2 separate regions of the Canis lupus genome follow, and region 1 is linked to region 2. The links are chromatin contacts, called in public Hi-C maps. All regions are on one chromosome and are shown on one strand. The core of a region is the stretch at or near the end of the contact, and the rest is flanking DNA. Distances in the headings are between cores, read along the strand shown. Region 1 holds the start of DNAJC1 (dnaJ homolog subfamily C member 1). Region 2 has its middle 17 kb from the start of TRNAN-GUU.

The links. A called contact is a pair of places that touch in the nucleus more often than the background predicts.
Region 1: a contact with region 2 is called in a Hi-C map of blood, with 4 times the contacts expected there. The contact joins the promoter of DNAJC1 here to the enhancer-like site in region 2. A contact is called at or near these places in 2 of 9 Hi-C or Micro-C datasets (both in blood).

What each region holds. Positions count from the first base shown.
Region 1 is chr2:8,946,160-8,951,943 of UU_Cfam_GSD_1.0, forward strand. DNAJC1 (dnaJ homolog subfamily C member 1) reads left to right here and starts at 2,137. Exons shown (of 12, transcript XM_038529829.1): 1 at 2,137-2,633. The coding sequence starts at 2,409.
Region 2 is chr2:8,702,684-8,709,356 of UU_Cfam_GSD_1.0, forward strand. No RefSeq gene overlaps it. Among named protein-coding and RNA genes, the nearest start is that of TRNAN-GUU, 17 kb to the right of the region's middle. Within about 2 kb of position 2,283, at least 13 of the 20 cell types and tissues checked have an H3K27ac peak or open chromatin away from gene starts, as enhancers often do. A contact at or near this core is called in blood, where this site is marked.

The sequences.
Region 1 (5,784 bases), core at 887-3,386, 240 kb after region 2:
GACCTCTATAGGAGTGAGAAGCATTAGCAGTACTGTAGGAAATACTAGACGGTCTGCTAAAAGGTCAGGGCAAGAATCCTAGATTTGTGGCAATATGTACTCTGGTCTCAAATGTTATATTGCACTTAAGATGATTACTTTCATCTTATTTAGATGTTTTACTCATTGAATAAACATTAAGTTAAATGAGAGACTTGGTGAAGATGAAGATGTCTTTCATCTTAAGAGAAATGACATACCAAAAAGCAAGCTAAAAATTGTACTGGGAGAAATGGTGGGAGATTTTCAGTGTTGAATTCAACTAATTGAATGCATTGTCCTTGGTACCAAGGATACACAGATTAAGTGATAACCCTTGCTACCGACTAAATGACTTCCCCAAAATTCATGTGTTGAAGTCCTAATCCCCAGTGTGATGGTATTGAGAGATGGGGCCTTTGGGAGATAATTAGGTTTAGATGAGGTCATGATGGTGGAGCTCCCATTGTGGGATTAGTGCCCTTATAAGAGGAAACATAGATCTCCATACACCTCTTTCTTTCTACCTCTCCCTTCCTTTCTACCTCTTCTCTTCCTTCCCCTAGTCCCACCTTGTAAGGGTACAGGAAGAAGGCAGCTGTCTACAGCCAGGAAAGAGCCCTCACTAGAGTCCTACCATGCTGGCACCCAGATTTCATATTTCCCAGCCTCCAGAACTGTGGAAAAACAAATGTGTTGTTTAAGCTACCCAGTCTATAGTATTCTGTTGTAGCAGCCCTGGCAGATGGAGACACCCCTGCTCATGTATCTTTGAAAGGTAAGCCTCAGGATCAAATTAAAATGTGATAAATTCAAGCATATACATTCTAAGGCAAGATAGTTTTGCATTCACTTATGACGATTTAAAAATATTTTGTGTTGTAATAATAAAAGGATTTAAGATTTACTTCCTAGTTACTGTTTTCCTAACCTTGATCAAATATATGCTTTTATAATAAGAGTGAAAGTAGTTTTATCCCCTATTGAGCTTAATTTAACTGGCAAGGTCCAAGATGGGAAAAGCATAATGCAAAATTTTCAAAACTGGGCAAGCACCCTGAGTTAATACAAATATATATATATATTTGGTATATATGGTATATGGTATATATATATATATATATATATATATTCCCTTCTACTTCCTCAACAAGAGTAGGGGGTCAGGGAGGAAAAGTGTGAGAAGCATACAAAGAAAATTAAGTTTACGCAAGAGAAAGCAACAGTGGTAGAGGAAAAAAACTTAGAAGGTACTGCACAGAAGCAATGCAGGAGTAGGAGGTAAGACATCGGTGGGAAAGGGAAAGCAGGTTTTAAGCCTGTATATTTCTTTAAAAACATCTCAGTTGGGAAAGGAGTCCCAATTAGAAATGGGTTAAGGAAAAAAAAGAAAGAAAAGAAAAGAAAAGAAAGAAAAGAAAAGAAAAGAAAAGAAAAGAAAAGAAAAGGAAAGGAAAGAAGAAAGAAAAAAGGGGTTAAGGTGGATAAACTGCACTTCCCTTGAGACTGTGACTGAGTCACCATTATTCATTCTACCAGGCTGCCTATGCCATATGGTATTATGCCCATAAATCTTATTTAGCACTATACTTTTTGTGTTGGTCCGAATTCCATTTCTGCTTCACCTCGGCCATAAAGGACGCTCTATTCACTAGAACTGCCCCCCCCCCCCCCCCCCCCCCGCTTTCAGGCCGTGGGTTCAATTTCTCCTGTATCTTTATGCAGACAGTATAATGAAATGTCTGTAAACAGAGGCCATAATCAAATCAGTCTTCAAATATGCTGGTTTTCCAAACGGCGGGCGGGGAAGATAGTAAGAAGGTAGACGTTTCCGAGGAAGATTTATACGTGGGCTGTTCAGGTACACGTGTGCTTCCATGTGCCTTAATCTGCGTAAATAAACGCACAGCTTCTCAGGGTGCGCTAGCGAGCGACAAAAAAGGCGTTTCTCAGAGGCCCGGATCCCGGCCGCCCGACTTCCCTACTTCCGGCCCCGCCCACGGCCCCGCGGTTGCTAGGAGACGTGATGTCACCGGAAGCGGGGACTGGGATAGGCTGAGGCGAAGGGAAGCCGCTCCCCCTCTGCAACCTCAGCGCCGGGCGCCGGCCGTGCAGCTGTTTGTAGGCCTGGGGGTGAGGGTCTGCGGAAGGTAGAGCCGCCTGCGGCCCCGCCCGGCCACCCACCCGCCGCTGCGTCCGCCCGCTCCCGCCCGCTCCCGCCGCCCTCGCCCTCGCCCTGCCGCCGGGGCGGGCCGCGGGGCGGGCGCCTCCCGTGCGGCTGCCGGTGCTTCTGACTGACAGGCGCTGTTCGCACAGCCCGCGCTGCCCGCCACGTCCCCGGTGGCGGCCGACGGCACAGCGTGGCGGCTGACCTTTCCGAGCCCAGTGCGATGACGGCTACCTGCTCCCGGCCGGCCCGGCCACCTCGGCCACCTCGGCCACCTCGGCGTCGCTGGCGTCGGCTTGTGCGGTTCCCGCCGCCGCCGCCGCTGCTGTTGCTGCTGCTCCTGGCGGCGGTGGGGCCGGCGCACGGCTGGGAGAGCGGGGACCTGGAGTTATTTGACTTGGTGGAGGAGGTGCAGCTCAACTTCTACCAGTTCCTCGGGGTGCAGCAGGTAAGCGGGGCCGCCGGCCGCCCGAGGGCTGCGCCTCTTCAGGGACTCCCGGGGCCGAAACGTACGGGTCGCGGCAGAAAGGAGGGGGTGGGGCGGGCTTGCACCCGGTTTCCTCGGAGGGAGCCGGCGCCGCGGCCAGGACGTGGGCATCCTGGGCTCTGGCGGCCCTGCTCCCCGGGGCCCGCCGGGGTCTCCTGGTCACCCCAGCCTCAGGGTTGGTCCCCCACCCCCGCTCCTCACCGCTGTGCTCCCCTTCTCCGGTTCCGGTCTCGGTGACAGGTCGGACGGTGCCTCCAGCATGGGGTGTCGATACCTCGTCTTCCCTCAGCCATTCTGGGGGCGATCCTTGCACCCAGCTGAGCTGGGGGAAGAAGGAGAAGAGTAGCGTGGGCAGACCTTTTACATCTTCGCTTTGCTGCCTCCTGAGTGTGGAGAGAATAGTCATGGCTTCCCCTAAATTTTCACCTATCCGGTTACACTTGCCATTTTAGCTGCTTTCTTGCCTCTCTTCCTTTCCGGGAAGATAGGCATTTTGGTCGGCGTCTGTGTTGCAGAAGTTTTCCTCTCGGTGTACCTTGGACTTTTTAGCCTGTTGAATAGGGCTTCGTATCACAGCTTTGAAATCTGGAGGATCTTGAAGCCTCCACCGTATTGGTCCTGGAATTAAAAATAGAAGTTTTCTGGGTAGGGGAGGCACTTGGGGGTGTTACAGGAAGAGAAGCCCAACCAGTAGCACAAGAGAGTTTTCTTTCTTTTTGTTTTCCTTCCATTTCTTTTCTTTAACTTTCTTTTCTGAGCTTGAGGCTAACTTGTAATGTCAGTTTGTTGCTCTTTACTCCTACTTCGGGAGCGGTACCGGAGGGTAGATATCCAGTCCATCTGCAACCTGCTGCCACGGAAAAGATGACATTTCACTGATTTAAGGATTATGGGATAAAGACAGAATTTCACACGATCCGATTCAGCCCTTCAGAAAATGCTTTGAATAGTTATGTGGGTAAAAAAAAAAAAAAAAAAGTAAGGTTTACCAACAATTGTCATCCTAGACAAGATATGAATATGGTATGTCGTTCATGACTAGATATGAAATGTACATTTCCCCCCATAGGTTATCATAAATTTGTACAAACTATTGAGTTTAACACTAAATGGAAATTTACATTCAGCGAAAAAGAATGGAATATAAAATTGCTTTTGCCCCGGCCCCATGATTTTAACAATTTCATTTTTGTAAGTTACACAGTGTAAGCATTTCACACTTAAGATTCATACATGCAAACAATTGTGTGGTATCTGTCTATATTCATTATCTTCACCTGGTGCCACTTGCTACTCATGGAGACAAAGTCATGGACTTTGGCTATACCTCATTTTCGGAGTAAATGATATAAATGTGTAAAAATCATTAGTGAAGGGGCAGCCCCGGTGGCCCAGCGGCTTAGCGCCGCCTGCAGCCCCGGGGTCTGATCCTGGAGACCTCGAATCGAGTCCCACGTCCGGCTCCCTGCATGGAGCCTGCTTCTCTCTCTGCCTCTTTCTCTCTATGAATAAATAAATAAAATCTTTAAAAATATAAAAATAAAAAAGAATAAAAATCATTAGTGAAACTATAACTCCGAGGACACTTAAGAATGCCTTTAATATATAGAATTTATCATGATTGAATAAATTCTGTAGCTAGAAAGTCCTTTTTAAAAAAAGATTTTATTTATTTGAGAGAGATTGAGAGCATGGGGAAGGACAGAGGGAGAGGGAGAAGCAGACTCCTTGCCCAGCAGGGACCTGGATACAGGCTTGATCCCAGGAGCCCAGGATCATGACCTGAGCTGAAGGCAGATGCTTAGCAGACTGAGCCACCCAGGTGCTCCTGGTAAAAGCCTATACATAACCTGTCCAAAGATCTTGAAGATACTTTCCAGTTATTCATGGAATTTTAAGGTCCTTTAAAGGAATATAGAAATTTAGTAGCAGTAGTTTAAAATTTCGATTATGTAGTCTGGCTTGCATGAGAACCCTCATAAAATTTTCATTTATAATTTCACGCAGTTTAATTTCAGAGTTAATTAGGCAGTAAAACAATCAGAGCACTTAACTGTAGGAGCAAAGATAGAGAATAAAGAAGCATAATCGAGAAGATTCTATGTCAAAGTAGAATTTGAAAAGAAGGATCCAGAAAATTATTTTAATCTGTGTTTCTCTACCTAGCAGTGTTGAAATTGGAAGGAATACCAGAAGCAATTTTATTCTACCCAAGCAGAGACACTGAATGGAACAAGTTCTTCACATTACATTGAAACTTAACTTTTTGGAACACTTTCAGGGGACCAGAAATTTGGTAGAGACAAAGGTAGCCTCTTTCCGTTTCTTAATGTTTAATTTTCAGGCCAGAGCCAGTAATCTTTTGGTGACTAGCCAGACATGAGGGACTAGGACAAATTAGATAGGTTATTCAGAGTTGTAAATTGGCTCTATGCATCCATCAGTTTTGTTGTTAATTTAACAGAGATTTATTTTGTGCCTGCTGAAGTTTAAACACTGGGAATTGGCTGGCATATAAAACAAACCCCCTAGGGATCCCTGGGTGGCGCAGCGGTTTGGTGCCTGTCTTGGCCCAGGGCGCGATCCTGGAGACCCGGGATCGAATCCCACATCGGGCTCCCAGTGCATGGAGCCTGCTTCTCCCTCTGCCTGTGTCTCTGCCTCTCTCTCTCTCTCTCTCTCTGTGACTATCATAAATAAATTAAAAAATTATTTAAAAAAAAAAAAAAAACCCTAGCCTTGTGAAACTTGCATTTTACTTGGGGGAGGTAATAGGAAACAATCAAACAAGTAAATATAAATGTCAGGTGGTCAGAAAAGACCTCCAAAGGAAGTATGTGAGTCATGTGGACAAGTTGGGGAAGGTATTCAAGAAAGGCAGACAGTAAATACTAAGGCCTGAGGCAAGAGTTTGCTTAATGTTTGAGGAATAGCGGCGCAGCTAGTGGGGCTGGAGAAGGGTGAACCAGGAGGACGGTAACAGGAGATGAGATCAGAGTCATGGACTTTGGCTATTACGTATGTGTAAGTTGGGATCCATGTTGGGTTAAACTGAAGAGGTACCTGATTTGACTTAAATTTCAGAATGATTATTGTGTTGAGGACTGTATGT
Region 2 (6,673 bases), core at 1,033-3,532:
AGACTACGAATACTTTAAATTTTAAAATGTCCTATAGCCCCTTTTACCTTGTCTCAGAAACAGAAGTTGTAATGTTCTCTGTGAGCTAGGCCTATAGCTTGCCAATATTTTTACTTCTTAATTTTGTGGAATATTCTAAAACCATCACGCAGCTATCGATTTGAAGTTTTGATGTTAGCATTCACACACACACACACACACACACACGCAACCACAAGGAAAAGATCACCTTAACTAACGATGCCAAGACTAATGTTTGAGCTTAGACACCCAGCTCTCGCTTAGGGAAAACAGTTTAATACTAAAGTAACTTGAAACTTGCATCTCAATGCAACTTTTCTAATAGAAGAATGTAAGAAATCTCTTTTATTTTCCTGCTTGGGAAAGATAGATTTTCTTTATGTAAATCTGTCATCTGAAAAACTAGACATATAAATAATCAACCGTCGGTAATGACTTAAATGTCATTCCAAAATTTAAAGGCCCGTTAATATAGCCGGAGTAATAGAAGAGCCGGGTTATCCTGTCCAAGGCAGACCCGCAGGTGGGCATGCGCCGTCGGTGGCTCCCGGGGAGCGGGGTTCGAGGGCTGGCGGCTGGCAGCGAGCAGCTCCCGAGGCGCCAGGTGTGGGCGGCGCTCCCTGCTGTACTGCGGGCTCTGAGATGACCCGAGTGCTCCAGGGGCCGGTGACATGCACAGTGCTCTGCTTGTGGCGCTGGGCAGGAGAGGAGGACGCAGTGATCCGGTGAAAGACAGGAGTGAAGCTGTTTCAACAGCTTTTAGCTGTTTCAACCGACGCGCCCAGGGACCTTGTGTGGTTCGGTTACCATTGCGGTCACCCCGAGTCTCCGCTTGGACATGCTGCACGCCGCCAAACGGAAGAGTCCGGCGCTTCCACCCTGCAGCCACCGTCCCTTTGCACCGCGAAGAACCCAAGGCCCGGCGACACGGGGGGCAGCAGCCGTCTGGGCTGGAGGCGCAGGACCGCGCGGAACCCGACGGCGCGGGGGCCCCACGGGGATGCCCGCCGCCCTCCGAGGCCGCCCCGCGCGGTCCAGGCCGGCCGCAGCCCCGCGGGCCCTCGCAGATCGCAGATCGGGGCAGGCCGGGCGCCCGCGGCGCGAACCTTGGGGCGTCTCCGGCGCCCGCCCGAGCGTGACTGTGCGCGAAGACGGTGTCGAGCGCGAGCGGAGCGGAAAGAGCGGGAGCGCGAGGAGAATGTACTTTGCAGCCGTTCGTCACTTGCACCACCGACCGGCCGAGATGTAACTCGACGGAAACCAGCAGTTGGGGCGCCTGGGGTGAGAGGACGGGACTTCGTTTCCGGAACCGCTTTCAGTTGCCTCGAAGGAGCTGCGCGACTCCGACCGCGCCTCCGATCCCCGGGAAGCGAGGGCACCTCCGCGGAGACCCGCGCCCGGGGCCGGCGCTGGGGCGCTTCCCTGCCCACCCGCCGGGGGCCCCGCGCGGGCCGCGACCTTGGCCGCTCCTCCGGCGGCGGGGGGAACCCCGAGGCGCGTCGGGGCAGCCGCGGCTCCCAGCGGCGGGGGCCCCGGGCCCCCGGCCCGCGCGCGCCCCTGACCCCCAGCTCCCTCCGGGAAGCCTCTATTTCGGGGCGCCCCTCCTCGCTGCACCCCCCGGCGCGCGCCCCCCGCCTCCTCCCCGAGGGGCGCGTTCGTGTTTCTTCGACGCGTCTCGGTTCGCCGTCCCCGCCGCAGCACGCGCCCACCGCACGGCCACCGGGGAGCCCCGGGGCCCCGGCGGGTGTCGCGTCCCGGCCCGAGCCGCGCAGAGCGGGAGGCGGACGCGCAGCCCCAGGCGCGGGGGCAGGAGGTGCGCTGGGGGCGGGGGCGGGGACCGGGGGCCGGGGGGGCGGGGGGCCCCGTCCCTCCCTCCCCTTCTGGCGGACCAAAGCCGCTGAAGCTGCAGAAACGCGCTGGCGCCCGTCCACCGGCTGCAAACAAAACCCTACAACAAAAAGCGGCGAAAGGAGAAGCGAATATGGCGCTGCTGAAAATGGAGCCTCGGCCTCTGGAACGTCTTTCTTTCCGCCTCGGCCTCTCGCTCCGTCGGGGTCTGCCCCTTCGTCCCGCGGCGAGCGCCTCCGGGGCGCCGTCCCCGTGCAGCCTGCCGCGCCACCCGCGCCCGTGTCTGCCCCGGGACCCCCTCCCCCCTGCTTTTCCTTCTCTCCTTTCCCCTCTCGGTTCCTCTTTCTCCATTTTGTGTCACAGGCGCTTTTTCCTCGGTTCCCTTTCTGGGCCCGCACTCCCCCCGCGCGTCTCGCTTCAGTGTGTGTGTGTGTGTGTGTGTGTGTGTGCGCGCGCGTGCAGGTCGCGAACGGTGCGGAGAGTAGGGGCGGGGAGGGACGGGGTGGGGGTGGGACCGCGCTCGGAGACAGGAGGGACCCGGGAACCCCGACTCCGCGGCGGCCCCTCCCCCGCCGCCCCCGGACTCGCGCGACGGGCCGGGTCTCAGCCGCCGAGCGCCGCCCGCCCGGGGAGCTCAGGGTGGCCGCCCGCTGAATACGTCCACGAGAAGAAAAGGGCGGGGGGGGGGGGGGGATAAAAAAAAAAAAAAAAGGATCTCGCATCTCGCTTTTGCAGCGCTCGAAGGCACGGGGAAAGCTTTGGGTAGACGTGGAAGCCGAATTTCATTTTCCCAGGGGAATTCCAATGCCAATTTTATTTATTTTTATTTTTTTATTTTTTTTCCAATGCCAATTTTAAGAGAGGTCTGCAAAAGCAGACGGCAGCGTGAATCCGAGTTCTCTTGGTTTATTTTGAACAGGAGGAAGGCCAGGTGCTGAGATACGTTTTTAAGGATAAACTTTTTTTAAAAATGACTTTTTCTTTTACACTTGCAGCTGACTTTGATCCCTTAAAAAGGGGGGGGGGGGGGAGATGAACTCTTCCTAGAGACCAATGGTTTTGAATGCGTAACGCCCCCAAATCGGGGTTCTCGGGTAGTTGGTCTAGACGTTTTTATGATTTTGAAGGTCAAGGTCTCTAAGCGCTGTTCAGTGAAACAGAAGTATGTTGTTACATTAGAGATAAGGCAGAAGGTGGTATGTCCTGATTGTGCTTAATCTTCGTGGAGACTCTTGGGTTTGGTTGGGTTTTTTGTTTTTGGCAGGGGGAATTTGCCTGCGTGCTCTGTAAGAAGCAGCTGAGAGAAATTATTTCAAGTGAAAAGACTTCAGCCAATACACACGTGAAAGCCTTGACATCATTTTCTGACCTGAGGGCCTCTTTTAGTCTTGATAAAATAAGTTTAATCTCATACAGTATTTGAAAACAAAATGATTTTGCTTCCCCATACGTTTTTATTTCACTTTGGATTTCACTTTATTCACATTTACCAAGGTGTCTTTATATTCTTCTGGCCAGTTTTACCTCCTTACTGTGTGGGCTGTCAGAACCATATTAACACACACACACACACACACACACACACACAAATGTTCATACCTTATGTGACTCTAATGCTCCTGGAATTATTTGAAAAGATCAAAATTTTATAAGGAGACTTTTAAAAATGTATTAGAGAAGTATTTTTTGAAGGAATCTTAGAATGTTTCTTTTTAAAAGTTACCTTCCTTGGCTTTCATTAATTGCCTCTGATTATAGTTAGGTTATATATCTTACTTTCAGATTATTTATTTGTGAAAGAAAGGAGAAAGGAAGCAGATCTCTGCAAGAACTAAATCAATGTAACTAGGCCTTATAAAGAGCCTAAATCTGTGGTACTCTTGAAATATGTTTATCAAATTGAGTTTGGCACATGTTTTCTTCTAACTAAAATAGTTGACCTACAAGTCTTATAAAAATAGATTAAAACTTGTTTTTATTTTTTTAAAAAAAGACTTTATTTATTCATGAGAGACAGAGAGAGGTGGAGACACAGGGAGCCTGATGTGGGACTCGATCCCCGGTCCGCAGGATCAGGCCCTGGACTGAAGGTGGCGCTAAACCGCTGAGCCACCCGGGCTGCCCTAAAACTTGTTTTTAATTCAGGGTCCTACTTTGTTGTGCTTTTCTCCTCATAGATGAACAAATCAGAGGAGTCTAACTTGGAGGGTAGGTAGGTTTTTGTGCTTTTTTCCAGACAAGCTTTCTAAAAATGGGCAAAGTTAGGGAAGTTATTAGGACCTTTTAGTTCAGTTGGAATGATTCAGTACTTATATCAAGTTAATCTTATTAAGATGCTATTTCCTGTTCAGAGGGAATAAATTAAGGCACAACTCAGATTAATCTAGATGGACAACTTTGTATATCTTCTAAGCAATAGGGGCTAGAAAAACGTATCAGTTATCCAAAATATATATGCATTATATTAAGTACCAATAATGTTCACTGAGGAAGATATAGATAAAACATGGTGTTGTTGAGGAGTTTACAGATTATAAAGGAGTAATTAAATTCTTTATTTTTTTCATTAAAAAATTCATTTGAAAAAAATAAAATTAGATCATGACCTTACTCACAAATTAAATTTTAGACAGATTTAAAACCTAAATTGGAAAAAAAAATAGAACTTCAAAAATACCGGCATGTAATACAGGAGAATATCTTCATGACCTTGGAGAAGGAAAAATTAGAACACACAATCCATAGAGAATATAATGAATTGCATATTATATAAGTAAATATATAGTACTATTAACAGGAAGGCTACACACAGACTTCAAAACAATGATTTCCTGTTAAGGGAGGAGAAAAGAAGGAGAGGGGAATAGGAAGAAGTCCAAAGGGGGTGTCTCTTTGTAAAATGGTCAGAGGCAATAATAGCAAGATGTTATCCCTTTTTGTTCTATGTACTTTTTTATAAGCTTGTTATAATTTATTTAAAATCCTCTAACATCAATTCCTAGTCCAAAAACCAAACAAATGACACATTTCTTTTTCTTAGTCCTTAATAATCTCTGTAAGGTGACATTCACGTGTATAACAACAAAGTAAACATACCCGGGTCTTTTTCCTGTATAGTCTTTGTATGTTACGTGATGTTCACAGCAGAGATTTCCTCCTAGTTGGATGTGTCTGTCTGTAAACTTGTTTTCTGAGTGGAGTTAGTAGGAAGAGAGAACATGGTTGCAACTATGAATCAGCATAAGACCACTTATTCTTATGTGATCTTTAAAAATGTTTTTTTATTAAGTGAGCAAATTAAAAACCCTCTGTATCTTCACAGAAACACTCTTGAAAAATCTAATTGTTTCAGGCCTCACATGCAAGATTTATTATTTAGGCACGTCTAGTATTTTTGTGTAGATTAAATATCAGGAATCAGTATTTTGGAAATATATATGTAGTCTCATTTTCTCATCTTATATGGCAAGAGTTCATACAATGTTTATTTCTACCATCACCACTTTTCATTAACAGAAGTTTTATTTACTTGTAACTTCCTCCAGGACTATTAATATCATGGCAGCACTGAAATGATGTAACATTTCATTTGCCTTGAGACTTTATGTTTGTATTAGGTCAACAAGCACCATGAAGCAACATGGTTATTGTTTGGCTTACTCATGTGTGAACTGAGGGGGTTTACACACCAAGTGAGTCACACAGTGGGCATTGCCAATATAGTCATGTCACATAAAGGTCAGAAAGTTAGACAAAGAGAAGCATCATTCTTTGGCACTTGTGGATCTTGCTAATCTTGCCAAAGTAATCTTCTGAAAGTTCCAAAACTACTCAAAAACCTCCCATGATTCCCTATTGCCAACAAAATTGCTGCCCAAGTCTCTTTTAGGGCATTAGAGGGCCCTGCAACCCCATTTCATTTGCATTTCCATCCTCATTTTGAAATATTGTCAAAAGTCACTGTGTCCTATAGCTGCCAATCTGTATTATTTGTAGTATGTCCATTTATTTTTTTTTAAAGATTTTATTTATTTATTCAAGAGAGACAAAGAGAGAGGCAGAGACATAGGCAGAGGGAAAGGGAGAAGCAGGCTCCCTGTGGGGAGCCCGATGCGGGACTCTATCCTGGAACCCCAGGATCATGCCTTGAGCCAAGGACGCTCAACTGCTGAGCTACCCAGGCATCCCATGTAGTATGTCCATTTAAAAGGGTGGTCTATACTTGCTGTCTCTCTTTTACTTCTTCCTGTATCAATAAGAGTAGAATAGAAAACCCAGCTAAAATAGAAGTTTATTTTTCCTATGTGACAAGAAGTCTATAGGTAAAGAGTTGCTGGTGTGTTTTCGGGTTCAGTGATGTCAGAACTGTCTGCAGTTTATTTGACCTTCGCCTCATGGTTGCAAAATGGCTGCCACCATTTTAGGAATCACATCTTCACGTTGGGTTCAAAGGTGGGAAGGCAGGCAGAAAGCTTATTCTTCATGAGCTTTTCTCAAGGAGGTAAAGTATTTTCCAAAATAACCCACAAAAGGATTTCCCCTTACATATCGTTAGCTGGCACTTTACCATATTATCTCCCTAGCATAGGGGTTGAGCCCATCTTTCTGCATCAAAGGGAATCTTCTTCACACCTAAATACAACTGGAGTTCTGCTTAGCAAGGAATAATTGGGAGAATGACTTTTGGGAGGCAGTAAACACTATCTGCCACATATTCCAGTTTGTTCCTCAACATCTACAAACAGCTTGTCCCGGTTTCTGTCTTGAAACACCTTTAATGTCATTAATGACTTTTAGGCTTTTG